Linked DNA regions of Ovis aries: region 2 is linked to region 1. Evidence: chromatin contacts called from public Hi-C data. All regions are on one chromosome and are shown on one strand. The core of a region is the stretch at or near the end of the contact, and the rest is flanking DNA. Distances in the headings are between cores, read along the strand shown. Region 1 overlaps VAV1 (vav guanine nucleotide exchange factor 1). Region 2 holds the start of SH2D3A (SH2 domain containing 3A).

The links. Hi-C and Micro-C count contacts between places; a contact is called where the count stands out from the background.
Region 2: a Hi-C map of liver shows a contact between it and region 1, with 2.6 times the contacts expected there. The contact joins the promoter of SH2D3A here to the enhancer-like site in region 1. A contact is called at or near these places in 2 of 16 Hi-C or Micro-C datasets (blood and liver).

What each region holds. Positions count from the first base shown.
Region 1 is chr5:15,401,978-15,406,900 of ARS-UI_Ramb_v3.0, forward strand. VAV1 (vav guanine nucleotide exchange factor 1) reads right to left here. Exons shown (of 27, transcript XM_027969763.2): 27 at 4,643-4,923. The coding sequence ends at 4,893. Among named protein-coding and RNA genes, the nearest start is that of ADGRE1, 30 kb to the left of the region's middle. Within about 2 kb of position 1,789, at least 1 of the 54 cell types and tissues checked has an H3K27ac peak or open chromatin away from gene starts, as enhancers often do. A contact at or near this core is called in liver, where this site is marked.
Region 2 is chr5:15,473,871-15,478,110 of ARS-UI_Ramb_v3.0, forward strand. It overlaps SH2D3A (SH2 domain containing 3A), which reads left to right and starts at 2,165. Exons shown (of 10, transcript XM_042250067.1): 1 at 2,165-2,232.

The sequences.
Region 1 (4,923 bases), core at 539-3,038:
AGGACCTCAGAATGTGACCTTATCGAGAAATAGGATCTTGGCAGATATGATGAGTTAATTTGAGGCCACACTGGAGTAAGGGGGCCCTTAATCCAGTTAGATTGGTGTCCTTATGGTGGTTTAGTTGCTAAGTCTTGCCTGACTCTTTTGTGACCCCATGGACTGTAGCCCGCCTGTAGGAGGGCAGGGTCCTCTGTCCATGGGATTTCCCAGGCAAGAATACTGGAGTGGATTGCCATTTCCTTCTCCAGGGTCTCTTCCAGACCCAGGAATAGAACCCATGTTTCTTGCATTGCAGGTGGATTCTTTACCAACTGAGCCATTGGGAAGCCAGTGTCCTTATAGAAAGGAGAAATGTCTTTGTTTTTTTTGTTTGTTTGTTTTGTTTTCGCCTCATGGCTTGGAGAATCTTACTGTCCAAACTGAGTATCAAGCTCTGGTCCTTGGCAATGAACGCACGGAGTCCTAACAGCTGGACCATGAGGAAGTCCCCAGGAGGGAGAGGTTGGACACATGCGCACAAGTAGGATGCTGTGTGAACTCTGGAGTTGTGCTCCCACAAGGCAAGCTCCCAAGAGGTGTGAGAGAGAGATGCCTGAAACAGATTTCTCTCCACCATCTTCAGAGGGAGAACAGCCCCCCACTGACACCTTGATCTTGAACTTCTGCTCGCCAGAACTGTGAGACAATCAGTTTGTTTGGTTTAATTAAGCCATTCATGGCAGGAAAGCAATGACAAACCTAGACAGTGTGTTCGAAAGCAAAAACATCAGTTTGCTGACAAAGGTCCATACAGTCAAGGCTATAGTTTTTCCAGTAGTCATGTACAGATGTGAGAGTTGGACCATAAAGAAGGCTGAGCACCAAAGATGCTTTTGAACTGTGGTGTTGGAGAAGACTCTTGAGAGTCCCTTGGACTGCAAGAAGATCCAACCAGTCCATTCTAAAGAAGATCAGGACTGAATATTCATTGGAAGGACTGATGCTGAAGCTGGAGCTCCAATACTTTGGGCACCTGATGCAAAGAGTCGATTCATTAGAAAAGACGCTGATGCTGGGAAAAATTGAAGGCAGGAGGAGAAGGGGATGGCAGAGGATGAGATGGTTGGATGGCATCACTGACTCGATGGACATGAACTTGGGCAAACTCTGGGAGATGGTGAGGGACAGGGAAGCCTGGAGTGCTGTAGTCCATGGGGTTGCAAACAGTCAGACATGACTTGGCGACCGAGCGACAATGGCAACAATTAGGCCATTCAGTTTGCGGTACTCAGTTGTGGCAAACTAATACAGTGTGTTTGTGTGCGTGCATCCCCAGGCTGCTGCTGCTGCTGCTGCTAAGTCGTTTCAGTAGCGTCAGACTCTGTGCAACCCCATAGACGCCAGAGCCCACCAGGCTCCCCCATCCCTGGGATTCTCCAGGCAAGAACACAGGCAGCTGATGTAACTGACAGCCAGAGCCAGGGAAGTTCCTGGTTAGGGCAACGTGGGGCTGCCCTGTGTTCTACTTGTTCGTTCATTGGTCGCGCTGGGTCTTTGTTGCTGCGCACGGACTTTCTCTAGCTGCGGCGAGCAGGGCTGCTCTTTGTTGCGGCGCGTGGGCTTCTCACTGCAGGGGCTTCTCTCGTTGCGGATCATGCGCTCCAGAGCGCTGGCTTCAGGAGCTGCGGCACAGGGGCTTACTTGCTCCCCGATAGTTGGGATTCTCGCAGAACAGGGATTGAACCTTGTCCCTTGCATTGGCAGGCAGATTCTTAACCTCTGGACCCCTTGCCCTGTGCTCCTCTGAACCTCTCTATGCCAATACATTTCGGTGACAGCTGTTCCCGGGAACCCAACTCTACAGGCCACGCCAGGGCGCACCTGAGGCCGCCCCTCACCTCCGCCAGCCGGTAAGAAGTGGCCGCCTTCAGCAGCTGTCTGCCTGGTCCCTCGTGGGGGGTGTAACAAGGCGGCTCCAACCACTTCTCCAGCCCCTTACTCTCCCTCCCTCTCTGAGCACAGTAAACTCCTGGTAATTTTCAGAACCTACAAGGCTCACATTCATTTCTCTTTCCCCTAGACCCACCCCATTTTTCTTTTTTTCAAATTGAAGTATAGCTGATTTACAGTATTGTGTTAGTTCCAGGGGTACAGCAAAGTGATTCAGTTATACATACTTTTTTTCGGATTTCTTCCCATATAGATTGTTACAAGATATTGAGCATAGTTCCCTATACTATAGAGTAGGTCCTTATTGTTTGCCTATTTTATACAGTCTGTAGATGTTAATCTCATACACCTGATTTATCTCTCTCATCCCTCTTTGCCCTTTGGTAACCACAGGTTTTTTAAATCTATGAGTCTGTTTCTATTTTCTAAATAAATAATTGTGGGGCTTTTTTTTTTAGTTTCCATGGATAAGTGATATTATACAGTATTTTATTTTTTCTGATTCACTTTGCTTAGTATGGTAATCTTTAGGTCCATCCATGTGGCTGTAGATGACAAGATTCCATTTGTATTATGGTTGAGTAGTATTCCAGTGTGTGTGTGTGTGTGTGTGTGTACACGTCTTTAGCCATTCATCTGTTGATGGTGTTGATGGTGCATCCCAATCCTTAGAAGGACACTAGCCCCATTGACTTAGGGTCCACCCTAATGACGTCACTTTAACTTAATTAGCTCTTTAAAGAACCCATCTTCAAATACAGTCAGCATCACAGATTCCTTCTTATCACACAAGTGAGTGAATAAGTCAATGAATTAATGAAGGAACGATAGAAAGGGCTTCTGGCAGGTTCTGATTTTATTCCGTGTATTCACTGCTTCTCCCTGGTTGAGGAGTAAACCTTTGCCAACTGATGTTGCTCTGGCCAATGAGATGTCTTCTTTTCATTCCCAAGAATACGAGAAAACCGCCGAGTGGTCCAGTCATTTCTCTGTTACTCCTGCCACAAGCCTGGCACGTCCCAAGGCTGCAGTGCCTTCTCCTTCCAGAAGCTTCTTCTTCAGCAGAGTTGAAGCCAGTGCATGAAAGAATTATGCGACGTTGAGATGAGAAATCATTTGTTACAGTAGCAACACTCAGCCCAAGGTGACAGATTTTTTTTCTCCTAAGAGTTATTTCTTCAGGAAATCTACCAAAGATGTGATTTCCGGGGTTTCAAAAGCCTAAGGAAAGATTCTGGTGCTCACATCAGCAGCACAAATATTAAAACTGGAACAGCACCTGTGCAAGGATGACAGCAAATTTGTCAAGCGTCCCATATTTTTGACATGGATGGACCTGGAGCCTGTCATACAGAGTGAAGTCAGACAGAGGAAAACAAATATTGTATATTAACACATGTATGTGGGATCCAGAAAAATGGTATAGATGATCATACTCACAAAACAGAAACAAAGATACCGATGCCGAGAAGAAACGAATGGACACCAAGGGGGAAAGGAGGGAGGGTGGGATGAACTGGGAGGTTAGGACTCACATATACACGCTATCAATACTGTGTGTAAAATAGGTAAATAATGAGAATCTTCTGTACAGCAGCTGGAACTCTACACAGTGCTCTGTGGTGACTTAAATGGGAAGGAAATCCAAAAAAGAGGGGACACATGCATACACATAGCTGACTCACGTTGCTGTACAGTAGAAACTAACATAACATTGTAAACAACCTTTGCCGACAAAGGTCCACATAGCCAAAGCTACGGTTTTTCCAGTAGTCATGTACACATGTGAGAGCTGGACCATAAAGAAGGCTGAGCGTCGAGGAATTTTTGCTTTCAAATTACGGTGCTTGAGAAGATCCTTGAGCAAGAGTCTTGGACTCTGGATAGCAACAAGATCAAACCAGTCAGTCCTAAAGGAAATCAACCCTGAATATTCATTGGAAGGACTGATACTGAAGCTGAAGCTCCAACACTTTGGCCTTCTGTAACGAAGATCTGACTCATTGGAAAAGCCCCTGATGCTGTAAAGATTGAGGACAGGAGAAGAAGGGGACAACAGAGCATGAGATGGTTGGGTAGCATCACCGACTCGATGGATATGAATTTGAGCAAACTCCACGAGATGGTGAAAGACAGGGAAGCCTGGCGTGCTGCAGTCCATGGGGCTGCAAAGAATCAGACACAGCTTAGTGGCCGAACAGCAACAATCTGTGAGTGTAAAATTCTTTCCTGCCACATAGGAGTCCCATTTCCATATTTCAGGCCTTATTTGTTTTTATACTCTAAACTTTTTTAATTTCTATTTAGGTCTAGCCAATTAACAAACAATGTTGTGATAGTTTCAAGTGAATAGTGAAGGGACCCAGCCATATATATACCCATGTCCATTCTCCCCCAAACTCCCCTCCCATCCAGGCTGCCACCCAACCTCGAGCAGTGGAGTTCCATGTGCTACACACAGCAGGTCCCTATTGGTTATCCATTTTAAATACAGCAGTGTGTAATATCCATCCCAAACTCCCTAACTATCCCTCCCTCCCATCCTCCCCCCACCACCCGACACCACCGGCAACCAGAAGTTCATTCTCTAAGTCCTAGAGGGCTTATTTTAGATGATAGAGAAAGGTGACAGAGCTGGAAAGCAGGCATGGGGGCTTGTGCCTGTCCCAACTCCCTCTCCCACCATTCCCCTTGCAGGTCTGACAGTCCATCCATTCATCATTTTATTGGAAGTAGTTGCCTGGAGCCCCACTTTCTCAAGGGGACCCAAGAGGAAATGCATGTGTTATAAATTAACCATGGCAGGGCATCATCCCTGGAGCCCTGCCAGCTGGACGCTAGCCCTCCACAGTCCGCGGACTCTCAGCCCACCAGGATCTGTCCCAGCTCCTGGCCCCACTGCCTGTTCATCCTGGGCTTGGAGCCTGGAATCTCTTGTCTCTCTGCCAATGTGCCAAGGCTCAGCAGTACTCAGAATAGTCCTCTTCCACA
Region 2 (4,240 bases), core at 915-3,414, 72 kb after region 1:
TGGCATCCAGCCCCATCACTTCATGGCAAATAGATGCAGAAACAATGAGAACAATGAGAGACTTTATTTGGGGGGGGGCTCCAAAATCACGGCAGAGGGTGACTACGGCCATGAAATTAAAAGATGCTTGCTCCTTGGAAGAAAAGTTGTGATAAACCTAGACAGCATATTATAAAGGAAAGACATTACTTTGTCCGTCTAGTCATAGCTATGGTTTTTCCAGTAGTTATGTATGGATGTGAGAGTTGGAGTAGGAAGAAAGCTGAGCACAGAAGAATTGATGCTTTTGAACTGTGGTGTTGGAGGAGACTCTTGAGAGTCCTTTGGACTGCAAGGAGATCCAACCAGCCCATCCTAAAGGAAATCAGTCCTGAATATTCATTGGAAGGACTGATGCTGAAGCTGAAGCTCCAATGCTTTGGCCACCTGATGCGAAGAACTGACTCATTTGAAAAGACCCTGATGCTGGGAAAGATTGAAGGTGGGAGGAGAAGGGGACGACAGAGGATGAGATGGTTGGGTGGCATCACTGACTCTAAGGACATGAATTTGAGTAAGCCCAGTAGTTGGTGAGTGACAGGAAGGCCTGGCGTGCTGCAGTCCATGGGGTAGCTAAGAGTAGGACAAGACTGAGCAACTGAATTGAACTGCTTTCTTGAAGCTCTTATCATTACCTGAAATCATGTGGTCTGCAAGGTCTCTCTCCCCACCTCCATCCCACTAGACTGGGAGTGTTCTCAGCCCCCTCTATCTCACAAGCCCCCACCCCACCCCACCACTCCTGGGATTTTTAAATTATTGTAACCACCAGGGGGCGCTAGAAACCTTCATTGGATATAACCGAGCTGTGCACCAAAAGCAGGCTGGCCAAGGAAAATACACTTCCTCAGCCTGAGACTGAAGTCTCTTCCATATTGGCAGGTGGGAAAGCCCAGCCTGGAAATTCCCAGATTTATGATTCTACAGACACCAAAACTATCTTCCCCAGGCATCCGCGACTCTTTGCTTCAATTTCCTCATCTGTAAAATGAGTGACAGCAAACTTCACTGTTTAGAAATACAGTAGGGATCAAAGACGGTGGGGCTGCAAAGATCAGAGGAAGACAGGATAGAGCTCCCAGGGCTCCAGGCTTGAATTCCACCTCGGCCAATCACAAGCTGAGTCAACCCTGGGCAAACTTGGGCTTCGTTGCCCCATGCCTCAGTTTCTGCATCTAGAAAATGGGGTGATGAAAATAGGACCCATCTTATTGAGAGGTCTGTGTAAAAATAGAATTGTGGAGGCAGGGCAAACAAGTATACAGTAAGCACTTAATAAATGTTAGCTGCAGCTACTGCTTTCAGTTCTGTTGCTATTACTATGCACCCTCAAAAAACTTGGCCAGAGGGTCCTTATTTCTGGTTCCAGATCCCCCCCATACACGTTCCTCACGCTTGTCTCCAGGCAACAGGATGGAAGCCCCCTTCCTCTCCTTCCCTCCACCTAGGAAACCACCTGAATGTTTGCCCCCTACGTCCCGCCAGAGTCTAGATCAAGTCCAGCTGTCTGTTACTGGGAAAGCCTGTCGTGTTTTCCCGCATCTCTCTCCACAAACCCGACAGCCAATGTGGGGTTCCTTCCGAGAAACCCAGGGGGGCAGTCTGGAGGAAGCGCACTCTGCCACGTCACAGCCGCCACCACTCCCAGTCGTGTGAGACAGCCCGTAAGGGCCGCCCCGCCCCTGCCCGGAACAGAGAAGCTAGGAGACATCCCTTACCCCGTCGCAAAGGGTCAGGGGCTCTTAAGACCAGCCTGTGGCCTTAAGCGGAAACAAGGGGCAGAGCTCTAAGGGCGGGACTAAAAGAGTGACTAGATGAGTGGGCGTGGTCAGCCTGAAGGGGCGGGGCAAGTTTAAGGGGGCGGGTCCACTAGTAGGAACTAAAGGAGTTCCCCGGGGAGCGTGACCTACCGGAAGACGGTTCATCCAAGGGGGCGTGGTTAGCGAAAAGAAAGTTTATAAGGGGCGGGGCGATAACAAGGGGCGGGGCGATGAGTTACAGTAGGAGAAAGGGCGGGGCCTGGAGGGGAGGGGTTTAAAGTGGGCGGGACCAGGTGATGGCGCTAGGTTCCCTTCGGGAGCGGCAGGGGTAGGCTGGACCTGGTTGGGGCGGGGAGGGAGGGGTCGGGAGACGCAGAGCCTCAGGCTTCCGCCCGGCCCCAAGTTCTTGCGAGCTCCGCGGGTCCCGGCCCAGGTGAGTGAGGGGCCCCAAGCAGAGCCAGGACCGGGAGATTTGGTGGGGGTAGGGAGTTCTCTTTTCCAGGTGAGGACACCTGCTCTCTGGAAGAATCTCTGTCCACGCGCGTCCGCGAACGTAAAAGGGGTCACCTGATTGGGTCACTGTGCATCATGCGTGTCCGTGTACCTGGGCGTCCTCCTCCAAGCGTATTTTCTCTGTAACATGGACAGCCTCCCTGCTTCCATGCCTGAGCAATGTTTTTAAACCACAAACCAGATCGTGCCCCTCTCACTTCATACCTTTTCGTAGCTCCTCTTCCATCCCACCGAGACGAAAATTCGAGGTTCACCAGTTTCCTGCATCGTCTCTGCCTAACCTCACTGCTCTCCACTTTGCTTGTGGCTCACAGCATTGTCACACCTGCCTCCTTGACCACGCAAAACAAAAAACAAGCTCTGCACCTTTGCCCTCCCTGTATACCCCTCACCCGTACTGCTCTTTCTTCACATCTTTGCTTAACTGTTTCCCCTGCTTACTGAGATCTCAGCTCCCAAGTCACTTCGTGGGAGACAGCCTTCTGACTACCTATTCATATTTAAGGTAGCCTCCCCCAGCCAGGCTCTCTTTACATCTCCCTGTCATCACCTTCGTTGTTCACCTTTAGACATTATCTTCTTCATTCCTCGTGCACTTATCTGTTTTGTGTGTCTCCTCCACCGGAGGGGCCTTGGTCTCATTCATCACTGTTTCTCTTTGGCACACAGTAACCATTCAACCAGTCAGTACTTTGATCACGTTTGAGTCTCCGTGTCCTCCTGTGCCCCTGTCTGGTGCAAGTGGCTGCCCCCTGCAGGAGTATATGGTCGACAGAAAATGAATGATCCCCTCCCTTCTTTCCCCAAACTTGCCTCTCACCCACCTCCTCTCTTGATTTCTGCCCCCTTCCTCTCTCTCCTGCCCAGATACCCAGAAATTATTCCAAATGATGCAGGACAGGTGGATGACTTAATTGGCCTGTGGCCATCCTGTGACTACTCTGAGCTCCCCCTGAACAAACCAGAGTCAGTGATGCACCTTCATACCCACTAAAGGGCACGCAAGACAGAGGACGCTGGAGTCAGGGGACTCTTAAAACCAAGGCCTGGCCAGGCCCAGCTGACAAACAGGAAGTGCAAAGGTATCCAGGAGACACACCTGGTATTCAGGTATGTGGCGCCTGGAGCCAAAGCTCTACTCAGCTCTCCCGCCCGTTTAGCCACCTCAGACCAGTCTGGGAACTTCCTGGCCCTTTCAGGCCATCAGCCCAGCTGACTCAGGTCCTAAAAATCTTCATGCTTTTTCTCTGCAGACCTGGCCAGGCCCAGAAGGCCCTGGGGGTAGGGGAAGCAAGACACTTTCCCCACCACCACCTCCCGCTCTCTCTCCCCCTCTTCCCTCTCTTCCAGAGCAGTTTTTTCACCAGATGCTTGAGAGACCTGGGGCCTGAGTCACGTGCAATGATCAAGGGGTCCTAGAGCATCCATGTCCTAAGTTTGATCACAGTAATAAGGAAGTGGATCGGCTCCAAACTATGAAAACCTGTAGATGTCTATTTGCTGTTTGCTGACCTGTCTACAAAAACGTGACCTTTTAATGGGCTTCCCTGGTGGCTCAGAGGTTAAAGCATCTGCCTCTAATGTGGGAGACCTGGGATTGATCCCTGGGTCAGGAAGATCCCCTGGAGAAGGAAATGGCAACCCACTCCAGTGTTCTTGCCTGGAGAATCCCATGGACAGAGGAGCCTGGTGGGCTACAGTCCACAGGGTCACAAAGAGTCGGACACAAATGAGCGACTTAACTTTAACTTTAATGGTCTTTTAAAATGGGTTTCCCCCCTGGCTCAGTGGTAAATCACTTGCAACCCAGGATTTGGCTGAAGATACAGTTGATCCCTGGGTTGCGAAGATCCCCTGAAGGAGAAAATGGCAACCCACTCCAGTATTCTTGCCTGGAGAATCCCATAGACAAAGAAGCCTGCCAGACT